Linked DNA regions of Triticum aestivum: region 1 is linked to region 2. The links are chromatin contacts, called in public Hi-C maps. All regions are on one chromosome and are shown on one strand. Each heading gives the region's core, a stretch centred on a gene start, on an enhancer-like site or on the middle of the called end of the contact. The rest is flanking DNA. Distances are from core to core; before and after follow the strand shown. Region 1 holds the start of LOC123053217 (AF4/FMR2 family member lilli). Region 2 holds the start of LOC123049355 (momilactone A synthase).

The links. A called contact is a pair of places that touch in the nucleus more often than the background predicts.
Region 1: a contact with region 2 is called in a Hi-C map of leaf, with 2.8 times the contacts expected there. The contact joins the promoter of LOC123053217 here to the promoter of LOC123049355 in region 2. A contact is called at or near these places in 3 of 5 Hi-C or Micro-C datasets (all in leaf).

The regions. Positions count from the first base shown.
Region 1 is chr2D:374,091,064-374,098,051 of IWGSC CS RefSeq v2.1, forward strand. LOC123053217 (AF4/FMR2 family member lilli) reads right to left here and starts at 2,706. Exons shown (of 1, transcript XM_044476656.1): 1 at 941-2,706. The coding sequence starts at 2,419. The coding sequence ends at 1,310. It overlaps LOC123053216, which reads right to left. Exons shown (of 10, transcript XM_044476654.1): 9 at 6,952-6,988; 10 at 5,767-6,792. The coding sequence ends at 6,559.
Region 2 is chr2D:373,642,657-373,648,973 of IWGSC CS RefSeq v2.1, forward strand. LOC123049355 (momilactone A synthase) reads right to left here and starts at 4,476. Exons shown (of 2, transcript XM_044472283.1): 1 at 4,394-4,476; 2 at 3,281-4,267. The coding sequence starts at 4,434. The coding sequence ends at 3,487.

The DNA.
Region 1 (6,988 bases), core at 1,456-3,955, 450 kb after region 2:
TTGGTAGCTCATCTGTGTGCTTATTTGCTCATCTATGTGTGTAGAATGGATGCAAGTTTTGGTATTGGGAAGAAGAATGCATCGATCTATTGATAGCACGAAAATTGATAGATGTTTGTGCACTCGTTGCAAGAATTGAAGCTTGAGAAAAGGCTAGAGATGAGACTAGAGATGAGGTTACTAAAGAGGCAACGTCTACTTCTTTAGAATCGAAGAAGAAAGAAGTGTTGAATATCAAGAATCCACAGATCAACAATGAAGACATAGAGAAGATATTAATCCAACTAGTAGGAACAGTTAGGGAAGTTGAAAATCTTCTAAAATGTCTAATTGTCGTTCTTGTTTTTTTGGTCTTGCTCTAGTGGCGAAGAATTGGTGAATTATTTACTCCAATGTCGTTGAATGAAATAAAAAAAGTAAGAAAATGTGTTTCGGTGGTTGAGTATGTGACGCAAATGGGAATTTTATTTTATTCCGTTAAATTTAGGGGATCGGCTAGAAATGGCCAAAACTTAGTGGAGTAAATTTACTCCGCCGTTTTACTCCTCTATTTATAAGGGATCGGTTAGAGTTGCTCTAAATGAACTCGATAGTTCAAACTTTTAGAACATGACAATTCTTGATAGTTTGATGGAATGTAGATGAATCCCCTCCGCTATATGTGATCTAAATGAACTACGTGTGTTTATTTTTACGTTGCGTTGCGTGTGTTTATTTTACATTGCATGTTTATTTATATCGCTGCGTGTGTTTGTTTTACATTGCATGAGAGTATGAATTTAAGGATTTGCTACGAGGAAGACGGTTGTAGACGTGGACATTTGAGATTTGAGGGGCAACTCACTTTTGACGGGTCCGGTTGTAGATGCTTTAACAGGCCACCCGTAGTATAGTGTGGTAGTAGGATCATGAAAAATGAATCAAGGCACACAAGAACAAGTACAGAACTGATGGACAAATTGCCAAATTTCTCCTTTTCAATTCAATGCTCATGTCCCGTCTCCAACACACGAATGAACTCAACATAAAACATCTCTATTTCCACCACGGGCACCACAGGAGAAAATCTCGAATTGGAACAGAATTACAAAATGAAAGGCAAGCTAGAGCTTAATCTGCGGCCCATTCCATCCTTCACCTTAGGAGCAGCTTCTCAGGACTCGAATGGGCATATACCAGAACCAAGAACAGGAGTAATTTTCATACTAGTAGAAGCAGCAGTAGTACGTAGTATAGTTCGAGAAGAAGAGCGATGATTTGATAACCGGCCATTGATCGCGGAGCGCGCAGCTGCAATCCAACGACGAGGCTAACTCGTCGCCACCGTCGCGGATGCCGACATGATGGTCTTGCTGGACGTGGAGCTCGTCGGCCTCAGCGCCCTCATGGGGCTCGCCAGCGCCCACGCCCAGCCCCGGTGGCTCCGTGTGCCAGAAACCCTCGCGTTGCCGCTGGCGCCGGCGCCGCTCCCGGCGTTGGGCGCGGAGAGCCAGTAGGAGGACGAGGCCGGGGGCGCGGCGCCGATGCCGCCGAAGAACCCGGCGCACTTGATCCTGTGCTGCTGCGTGTACTCGTAGTCCTCGTCGCCGTCGCCGGCGTCGCGGGCGCGGCCAAGGTGGCCGAGCGCGCTTCCCTTGGGCTTGGGCTCGCGGTGGGACTCAACGCGCCGGAGCGCGCAGTCGCCGAAGCCGGTGGAGAGGCGCTCCAAGAAGTCCCCCGAGAAGCTGCGGCTGCCGCAGCCCACGGAGCGCGAGCGCGCCACCTTTCTCCCGAACGACGAGGACGACGATCCCTCGCTGCGGCGGCCGGGGCTCTCGGGCTCCTCGATCGCCTCCAGCCTCCGCCCCAGCGACGCTGACGTCGCCGAAGCCACCGACACCGACTTCCTCCTCGCCGACGCGGCGCCTTCCCCACTGGCCAGAGACGACGACCCGCTCCGGTGGCCGCTGGACGAGGAGGAGGGGTAGAGGAAAGACCAGAAGCTCTTCTTGCGGGGGCTGTCAGCGGTGATCCCCGACGACAGCGGCGGCTCCTCCGGCCGCGGCGCCACGGACTTGCTCCTCCTGAGCCCGCTGGCCACCGGGGCGGGCGCCGAGGACGAGGTCTTGCCCTTGTGCGGAGGGATCGCCATGGCAGAGGCGGTGGAAGAATAAAGATTCTCAGTGGCGAGCCTGTTGGGCGGAGGGGTGGTCGGGGTGAGGGAGGAAGGCGGCGGGTGAAAGGGGCTGGACTTGGAGGAGGAGACCAGCATGCCAAGCTTCTCCTGCAGGCAGAAGGCGCAGATGCCACTGCCGGCAGCCACCCCCGCGGCCGCCGCGGCGCCCGGCGGGTAGGGGTGCTCGCTGCAGTACGCCACTTCTTGATCCACCGCAAGTACCGCCGCCGGGGCCGCCACCGTCTCCGGCGCTTTCTCCTCCATGCTCGCTCTCCTCGCGCTCTTGGTAATGCTGTGCCGGATCTGGGACGCGAGCAGAGCGGCTCAGTTGCTCTCTTGATGGCGATCTGCCGCGGCGGCCGGTCCGAAGGTGGAGGCGCGCGGATGGGAGGGGGGAGCTTGGGGGATGGAGAGGGGCACGAGCGCGCAAGCGGATGCGGATGCGGTGGCAGAGGAGAGCATCGATGGGAGGAGCGGAGTGGCAGGGGGCGGCGTGGGGGTGCGCCTTATTTTAGCGCCACTCCCGCCTGCGTCTTTTTGTCCGGTTCGTGCGGCCCTAGCCGTGACAAGGCTCGGTCATCGCATCGCACGTACTAGAAGAAGAGAAAAAAAACAAGGCTGGGTCAGGGCGGGCACGTGGGGGTGGGCAACCCTCTGCGACCGCGCGCGTGGCTCCACTCCACTTGATGCGCGCTCTGTCTCTCTGGAGTATAGTAACAACGGATCTTAAGCAGAGTGTCAAGTAAAAACAACTCGAAATTACTGGTGCCGTGCCACTGGGACGAGACAAGACCATGCGTGATTGCACGTGCGATGTACTAGTACATTTATCCTGCTTGATGAAAATTACCACTAGTGGATAATCGTGGTGCACAGTGGGAAAAGGTTTGCGTTGCGCTTCCCGCCAAAGCATATTACACGGCACGCGATGCCGAATCAGGAGCCGCGCCCCTGTTCCATTGACATTGTTCATTCATTGGTGTCGTGCGTACGTATGTTTCTGCGTTGCAGCTAGCCGCCACCGTCGTCGTCGGTCGATGCCCTTGCCTGTTTTAACCGGCAGTGATTGGTACACATATGATGGTCATGGTTTTTGTCCATGATTCCGTTTTCTAGTGCGACAGACGGTGTTTCCCCTGTTCCGAAGAGAATGTACAGCCAGCTACTCCGCCATGGTAGATCTAGCACAAACTCAGCAGCGTCCCATGCCTGCTGTTTGCAAACAGTGATCAGAGCACGACGGACGGCACATGAGGCGTGTAGTAGTTTTGTTCTTAACTCTCTCCACATCACAGCTGGTGTCTGGTGATGGTATGTAACGCGCAACAACCGGCCAAGTTGCTGTGAGTGAGGAGTGGATCGATGAACCATGTGCCAGCATGAGCATCCTAGGGTCACTCTCACTGGCTTCATTTAGAAATCTCAAGTTCAAGAGTATACTAACTCATCTCCGTAACTGACGGCAATACATTGTGACAGAGGGGCGGCTTCCTCTGATCAAGCAGATGATCTGGAATGGAAACGTCTAGTCTATCATCCTTGGTCAAACATACGCGCCTAAAGAATCTCCAGCTCGGGGGAGGGTTTTATCTCTCGGTAGCACCAGGGTGGCAGATCGATCGATCGACCAATCCCATCACTTTGGTACCTACTAGAGCACTCGTTAACATGTTCATTCAGTCTTGCATGGATGGGCATGGACGATGGGCTGTTGGAGGCCGCGAGTAATTTGCGGTCGGCACGCCGCAACCGCAAATCCATGCCATGGCACGACGCGCGCACATGGCTCCGCACGGCGTCCATCCATGCTCCGCCTGTTCGCATCAAATGCACCTGTACCTTGTACACATCGCCTGCATTTTATACTTGGTGAGGATGGGTGCTACGCGCGGATCTGATTGAAGCGGCCCATGGCTCCATGCACATCGGGGGAGGCACCCGTTTGATGGACTTGTCGTTACCGCCGGGGGAGTACCTCCACTACCTGCTGCCGCGGCGGCACCGCACCGGCGTACGTGCACTCATCATGCCTGCTGGGCTTGCACTTGCACTTGCACGCACGCGGGAGCCCGCCGTGCGTCCACTCTTCCCGGTGCGGTCAGCTCCTGCAAACATTTTTGTGGATCTTGGCAGGGATCTTGCATGCATGGCTCCGCTCCAGGTGACAACAGCGTAAAAGTAAGCAGCAGGAGTGCAGGATGGCAGGTAGCAATTTGAATTCAATTCAATTCAATTCAATCCAGTGGTCTGCTCTGACATATGGATAACCAGCAATCATAATCTTTCCCTTTAGAGTACAAGAGAAAAATAGTGATGAATAACCCGCCTGCTTACGATTGAGCACCGGCAATTGTTGCGTTATACAAGGGCATGTATAGCTGGACTCCGCAAATTTAGCCCCTCAAATGTCCGCGAACAAATTTGATCAATGTTTGGACATGTCCATTTTAAACCTTTGTTTGTCTGTGCACGACTTTTCTCCCTATATGTCCAGCCATATGCATCTTTTGGTGCGATGGAGGGAGAAAAAGAAAGAGAAAATATTGTCTGCGGTGGGCCAATCCTATGTGGCACATTGATTGGACACGCCCGGTCATCCCATATCAGCTGGGTACGATGGTTACATATTTCGTCTATGGAGTGCCATTCACCAAACAGGAACAATTTTCAAGTTGTTACGTTTCACTATTAACATTTGATTGGATTTAAAACGTCATTACAAGTGTGTAGCTTAAGTTGGAAAGTACTCCCTCCGTAAACTAATATAAGAGCGTTTAGAATACTAAAATAGTGATCTAAACGCTCTTATATTAGTTTACAGAGGGAGTATATCTGCAGTTGTGATAAAAAAATTTAATGTTATTTGACACATCAACTGAAAGGTTTTTCGATGATTAGTTCGACCCAAGTGAGGTTTCCCACTTGATTGTACACTTAAATTATTACTAAACCTGCTTCCAATTTAGTATGCATAGCACCGCTATAAATTTGATTTTCCAATGGGCAATCTTGTCTTATCTATCATTGATTGAAGAAGGATTTGCATCTGAACCGTATCATTGACATTTCTCAGTTGCATATTTTTTTGCTGTTTATGTGGATTCCTGGTATCTGTTGATGTAAATGCGCTATGAACTAGTGTGAGTTTGCCCTTACATGTACCCCCGATTCGCATCAATACTAATTCTACCAAGTGCATACTGAAATACTCCTTTAGTGATCTAAAACGTCTTATATTTGTTTACAGATGAAGTATGTAACTACTGTATTTCGGGAGAAGGTGCAGATACAACTGATTTTTTTCACTGGTCAAGACGTCTCGACTGTTGTCACAAGAGATTTAAATCTTACAAACACAATAATGCTGTTACTTTATTAAATGGCGGTCAGTTTGAACATGGACCTGCTATCTAACACTTTGTTTAGTGTAAATAATACAAATAAGAGTACTAACACTTGTATTCTGCCAACTGTATGAACATTAAGCAACTCCTTATAGTACACCTCTTTAAAGAAGTATAAGAGCGTTTAGATCACTAAAGTAGTGATCTAAACGCTTTATATTTCTTTAAGGGGGGAAAATGGTTAGCAGAACATCAACAAATCAGAGGTGGCATAAAACAAACAAAACAGGTTTATTCAGTCTAGTTTGACGGTGATCTTGCAACAAATGTCTTCCCAGTATTGCACAGTTTAAATCTTACCCCGGGCGACAAAATCTAGGACCATATTCATTTTCAAATTAAGAGCTCACACGCAACGAGGATAAATGTTCTAACTCAAGGATCTTAGTATAAACCTACAACCTTTACCATCATTACTGCAGGCCAAAAATAAGATCTGATGAGTCAGGAAAGAATTCTTGCCTTCGCCACTGTGGTAAGGTGACTTGTTCGCCAGCGCTCCCAGAGGTACATTGAGCTGTGTAGCCTTCCTCTGCATGAGGCGCAGTGCTCCAGTCGGCATTCTTGCTAGCCGTCGTTAGCACAACAGAGCTTAATGCATTTTCGAAACAAAACACACCACACAAGCTGAGAATGATAACCACAGATAATACACACGTCAGGCAGTATATCTCGGCACAGAAGCATGCATTTTGTGCACATGCAATTGCTACAAAAAAGAAAGAAAACAACAACAAGGCAACAAGATAATTCGTAACAATTAGTGGCTCAGCGCAAGCATAATGTATATGACCCTCGAAGTTCTTTTAATTTATCTTCAATGTTCTTATAATACTCCTGCATACCCCTCATACTTGATTTCCCTGGATAGTACGAATCTCAGCAATTAGAATATAGCCCTGACATGGGACCCAAAATTTCAATTACTCATAATTCGTCAGTAGTCAGTAAACCCTGCGGTTCTACAGTGTTATTTACATCCCCAAGCATTGTTGGTGATCATGAACGAAGTAGTTTTGGGCCAGAATTTGAAGCTATCCATGAAACAATTACATCCACAAGTGCATTGACATCCTCAGGGGCCTGTGCTCGCAGAACGTCAGAGTCAGTGCCAAAAGTGGTACCTACCTCCTTAGCAACAGCCTCCCATGGTGTGCCTGTTGTGAGATTTGCCAGGAGTTCACCTCCACGGCTTACTGCATCAGCCATTCCTGGTGGAACGTCAGGAAGTACCTGAATCAACAACACACAATTACTTTGCTGAAACAAGAGCAACAACTCATACATCGACTTCTAGTCTTCAGCAGAACTATTAATATTTCTAGCACTATATGGCTTTGTCGAGGAGTCCAAAACAGTACTTGTGTGAATCCCGACAGAGAAAAAAAGCACCTGTTGCAATGGAAGGCCATGATCCCCAGGAAGTGAG
Region 2 (6,317 bases), core at 3,226-5,725:
TTTGCTATAAAATATTTCCGGCAGATTCCTAACATGATATGCAATTTTTGCCAAGCTTATTGTAGTTGATCCATACATGCTATGCTTGTGTTCTTGCCATGGTTAGCTTCATAAACATGCCATACTGCTGTAGGTATGCTAGTTTTGTAGTGCATTGCTCTGTAGTGAGTGCATCAAGCTCACAAAGAGACCTACATATTATTATTTCTGCCATGCTCTGTTTTCTGCCAAGTCTGAAACCTGTTAACGAAACTTACTACGTTTACATGCTTTCCATCATATCTTATGATCCTTTTTGGATGATGGTCAGTAAGGGACTTTTGTCATATGCATTTAGTAGAACACTTCCATGCCTTGTTTTGCTATGTTAAATTCCTGTAACATGCTGATTTCGTGCTCTGAACATTGCTACCTGATGCTGTTTTCTGTCATGTCCAGTTTTTCACCAAGTCTGTGATCCTGTTATCTTTTGCACTTTTGCCATGCTTGTTTGAGCTTGATATGTTGTGATTTAGCCGTAGCTCAGTGTTCATCTTTTGTCAAGCATCTTCTGTAGATTACTGCCGTGTGCTTTTTTGCTATGTTGGGGTGCTGTAGCATTGTTGCTTGTTGCATTTTAAGTGCTATCATGCTGTTAATCGCAGATTCGTGTCATTCTTGTTTTGCTTGCCATTTGCAAACCGTGCATCCGTTTCCGGTGATCTTTATATAGATTTCGACCGAAATCATCTCATCTTTCCAGTGGCATGCTTGGTTTGCCAAGTTACTGCCTTGTTCATCATTTTTCTTCCGGAGCACGCATATGCATCGCATATCATATCTCGCATATCATACATGTTTTGCATCATGTTGCTTGTGCATTTCTCGTGATTGATTGTGGTTCCGTTTGTTTGTGTTCTTGTCTTGGGTAGAGCCGGGAGACGAGTTCGTGAACGAGGAACCTGTTGAGTACGCTTACGAGGATCAAGCTTTCGACAACTCTGAGAACCTTGCAGGCAAGATGACCACCCCTCGAAATCACTTCTATCTTTGCTTTGCTAGTTATTCGCTCTATTGCCATGCTACGCTACCTATCACTTGCTATATCATGTCTCCTATTTTGCCATGTCAGCCTCTAACCATCCTTTCCTAGCAAACCGTTGTTTGGCTAAGTTACCGCTTTTGCTCAGCCCTTCTTATAGCGTTGCTAGTTGCAGGTGAAGTTGAAGTTTGTTCCATGTTGGAACATGGATATGTTGGGATATCACAATATCTCTTATTTAATTAATGCATCTATATATTTGGTAAAGGGGTGGAAGGCTCGGCCTTATGCCTGGTGTTTTGTTCCACTCTTGCCGCCCTAGTTACTGATATACCGGGATTATGTTCCTTGAGTTTGCGTTCCTTACGCGGTCGGGTGATTTATGGGACCCCCTTGACAGTTCGCCTTGAATAAAACTCCTCCAGCAAGGCCCAACTTTGGTTTTACCATTTGCCGCCTAAGCCTTTTCCCCCGGGTTTTCGCGAGCCCGAGGGTCATCTTTATTTTAACCCCCCCGGGCCAGTGCTCCTTCGAGTGTTGGTCCGAACCGAGCAGCCTGCGGGGCCACCTCGGGGAAACTCGAGGTCTGGTTTTACTCGTAGCTTGACTTATCCGGTGTGCCCTGAGAACGAGATATGTGCAACTCCTATCGGGATTTGTCGGCACATTTGGGCGGTTTTGCTGGTCTTGTTTTACCATTGTCGAAATGTCTTGTAAACCGGGATTCCGAGACTGATTGGGTCTTTCCGGGAGAAGGTTTATCCTTCGTTGACCGTGAGAGCTTATGATGGGCTAAGTTGGGACACCCCTGCAGGGTAATATCTTTTGAAAGCCGTGCCCGCGGTTATGAGGCAGATGGGAATTTGTTAATGTCCGGTTGTAGAGAACTTGTCACTTGACCCCAATTAAAATACATCAACTGCGTGTGTAGCCGTGATGGTCTCTTCTCGGCGGAGTCCGGGAAGTGAACACGGTCTGAGTTATGTATGACGTAAGTAGGTGTTCAAGATCACTTCTTGGTCATTGCTAGAAGACGACCGTTCCATTGCTTCTCTTCTCGCTCTCTTTTGCGTATGTTAGCCACCATACATGCTTATTGCCGCTGCAGCTCCACCTCACTATACCATCCTTCCCTTCAAGCTTAAATAGTCTTGATCTCGCGGGTGTGAGATTGCTGAGTCCTCGTGACTCACAGATTCTACCAAAACAATTGCAGGTGCCGACGATGCCAGTGCAGATGATGGCGTCGATCTCAAGTGGGAGTTCGACGAGGAACGTGGTCGTTACTATGTGTCTTTTCCTGATGATCAGTAGTGGAGCCCAGTTGGGACGATCGGGGATCTAGCTTTTGGGGTTGTCTTATTTTCATCTGAATTTTGACCGTAGTCGGTCTATATATGTTTGTATTTCGGATGATGTCTGATTTATATTCATGTATTGTGTGAAGTGGCGATTGTAAGCCAACTCTTTATCCCATTCTTGTTCATTACATGGGATTGTGTGAAGATGACCCGTCTTGCGACAAAACCACTATGCGGTTATGCCTCTAAGTCGTGCCTCGACACGTGGGAGATATAGCCGCATCGTGGGCATTACACAGTGGTGGTGGGCGATAGATCTTGGTCATCCAGCGGCGTGATCCCTTGCTCCACGGGTTTCTGGGGTGCGGTTGACGGGGTCGTCGTGGCGTCCTATTGGTGAAAGAGTCACGTGCGAGAAGGCATGAGGAGAGGAGCCAACGGCGAAGGGAGTTGTTGCGGTTACAACATACAACACGTTGCAATGGTTGAAAATGTTTTGAAGGTTGCAACCGCGAGTGCGACATGATCCATATTGCAAACCCTCGAGTGCAACATGGATCATGTTTCAAACAACAGGTCACAACTAAATGCTAATGCAGCCCAACAAGCGCAACATGGATCATGTTTTTTTTAGGGGTGCAAGCAAACCCCAAAGCGCATATCTCGTGTTACAAACTTCCTAGAGCAACATTATTTTTTAAAAGTACTTAAAAACGAGACCAACCAAAAGGCTAACCTCGTTGATTTTTTTATAGGAGAAACTTCGCGAGCGCCGCACGCCAGAGCCGAGGCTCAAACGCAGGCGGGCTGGTAGCTACCCTCAGCTGCTCGGCCAACGGGTCGACGCCCCGTTCCGGGAGCAAGATGTTGTGAATTCCGGAGCGGCTAACGCGGCACAGATCGGTGGCTGTTGCGCGCCGGATCCAACTGCCATGGAGCGGCCTATCCGATCCGCTTTTCACCTGACCGACGCTTAGCATGATCGTGATTCCATTTCAATCATAGGTAAAGCCCTCGCAAATCACGTTGGAGGTATATTTCCTCCCGATAAAGCGACATAAATAGTACTAGTAAATGGCACGTACGGCGCTAAGCCGCTAAGCAACCACACCACACCATGTGAGGCGAGCCTTGGATGCATAGTTTAGAATCGATCGGTTTCCATTACTCCTTGAAGATGCCGAAGGTAAGGTTTGAGACGGAGATGCCGCCGTCGATGAGCAGGTTGTGGCCGCTCACGTAGCGCGCGTCATCGCTGGCGAGAAAGAGCACGGCGGCGGCGATGTCCTTGACCCGCAGTCCCACGCCCTTGAGGTTAGCAAAGGACTCCATGGCCATCTCGAACGCCTCGCCGTCAAGCCCCACGTAGCCCGTGGCCAGCGGCGTGGCAGCCGCCGCCGGGGAGATGCAGTTGACGCGGATTCCATGCTGGCCAAGCTCCGTCGCCGCGTTCTCCGTCAGCCCGACCAGGGCGCGCTTGGCGCACGTGTACGCGTGCGACGCCACGCCGCCCACCGCCGACGCCAGGCTCGACGTCCCGATGATGCAGCCTTGCCGCGCGGGCACCATGACCCGCGCCGCGTGCTTGGTACCCAGGAAGGGCCCCACGAGGTTGACGGCCAGCACGCGCTCGAAGTCCTCCTTGGTGCTGTCCCGGATGCTGTGGCATGCCGCACCGCCGATGCCGGCGTTGTTGAACATGATGTCCAGCTTCCCGAACCTGGCGATGGTGTGGTCGACGGCCGCCGCGACGTCCTCCTCTTTGGTGACGTCGCACCGCACGTAGCTGGAGGCCGCCGGGCCGAGCTCCGCGCAGAGGCGCGCGCCGAGGTCGTCCTGGATGTCGGCGAGGACGACGCTGGCCCCGTGCTGCACGAACAGCCGCGCCGTGCCCTCGCCGATGCCGCTCGCGCCGCCGGTGATCAGCGCCACCTTGCCGTCCAGCCTGCAACGTACGCACATGACAAATTAACCCTCACCTTCGCGTAAGGCATAAGTGCGCCAATTACATGCATACATAGCAAGTATCAACACAGTACAAAAACTGGAAAAGGTAGGCAACGTCTCGTACTTCCTTGCAGCGGCAGGAACGACATCGGAGCTGCTTGCCATGGGAGCTAACCTTGATTAACTTGTACTGGTATACTACCCTGCGGTGACACAAAGCCCTCGTGGCTCGTTTTATAGTACTAGGCTTGTGGAGCCGCACCACTGATTAAACGTGTTTAGTTTAGCACTAAACGGGCATCTCCAGGGTTCGATATTCGCCTCCCGGAAGTGTCGGGGAGCCTTGGACGTAGCGGAACTGTGAAGTGGCTCGTGCAACACGAACAACGATCGCCGACCAGTGTCCTGAATAAGCCGCTCGCCGTCGTTTTTCCCTGTAATATCCATCGGGCGTTTCTATGACTATTGCTTTTTTTTTTCGCCGGAAGACTGGGTTTGGAGTGGGCCGGCCGGCTGGCCGGCCGGATATGTATATGCGCGTGCATTGGCTTATGCGTGCGTACTTTTCTGGCGTACTTTTCTGGTCAGCGGAAGATGATGGGCGCGACGAAACGGCCACTAGGCTACGCACCAGGTACCTGGGCTACAGGTGTAGATAGCTCATTTTTCTTGACTACCCACGGTGAAAGTAACTTCAGAAGTAATATAAGGTTCTAACTCAGCAATTTTGCTTATGTGGTAATGATTAAATCAGAGAGACGAATTGAGTAAAATAGCTAGTTACTTATACTATAAGTAACATCACACATATTAAGAGAAGATGAGTCTAGAAACTAATAAATAAAGCGTTGCATGATACCACACATATGTTACTCCGCACTGTGTAGGTAGTAACATAGACTAGTAATATATGCATGTTACTAATCGAAGTTACTCTTCACTGTGAGTAGCCTAACTCCCTATAGATAACTAATTTTTTAGGGTCTAAATAGCTACTTTTATTGTTTGTGAGTGCCTCAAAATGAGTAATCCAACTGTCCGGCTACATATGCGCAGTTCACATATACAGGCAGCCGCCGGCTGCCTGTCAAAGCTCTTGGCGGCAAGTTAGCTGCTTCACTGTGACACTGACCAGGACATCGAGACACATGCGACTGAGCATCACCACATCAGCCACTTGACAGCGACAGCCCCGACCGCCTTGCCATCCTTCATCCCGGTGGAGATTCGTCAAAGCCGTACCTTAACTATGTAGAAGATAGAAAATTATGTATAGAACGTTCACGTCACTCTCCTATCAGACGTCCACAACCTGTACTGAAGTGCCAGCCACATAAATATTTGACAAGTGAGGGGTGCCTTGCATTTTCATATAGCTGCGGCCGACTGGAACTTGGTTCCTCCTCCACACATCATCGTGTATGCCAAAGAGGTCATGTAATTGCTCGTGGTGTTCCGTATGGGTGGAGATTGATCAGCCCTCGTTGGCAGTTTTGTGGGCTTGGATGTGAAGACCTGCACGGCTCTAGTGCAGATACGAGCGCCGGATTTGGCCCGGCAATGCGAGTGGTACCGGCTGCTGATGGTTCCGCCGACAATTTTTTGCGGCCGATTTGCGCACGGCACAAGATCACAACCATGTATCCCGTTCGTTCAGTGGGCCACATTCGTCGATCATGACTACCGTGCGATTTTCGTGCGCCAAGCATCGTTTGAACAATACTTTCATATGTACATAGTAGCAAAAGGGATCGTGCATTGCAACAGAAAAAAAATCATAATCTTCAATTGTCATGATCACATTTTGCTGCATCACCGAGATACACTATCACTCTCAATTTTGTGAAATCATGAATTTTTTTGAACTCGCAAACATTATTCAAATTCATGAACACTTTTACAAATGTTTGAAGATTTTATAAAATCAAGAATATTTTTTAAATTCATGAGCATTTTATACTTTTGCAAGCATTTTTTTAAAAGTTGACATTTTTTTAACAATTTTCTTGAATTGGTGAACATTTCTAAAATGGACGAACATTGTTTTG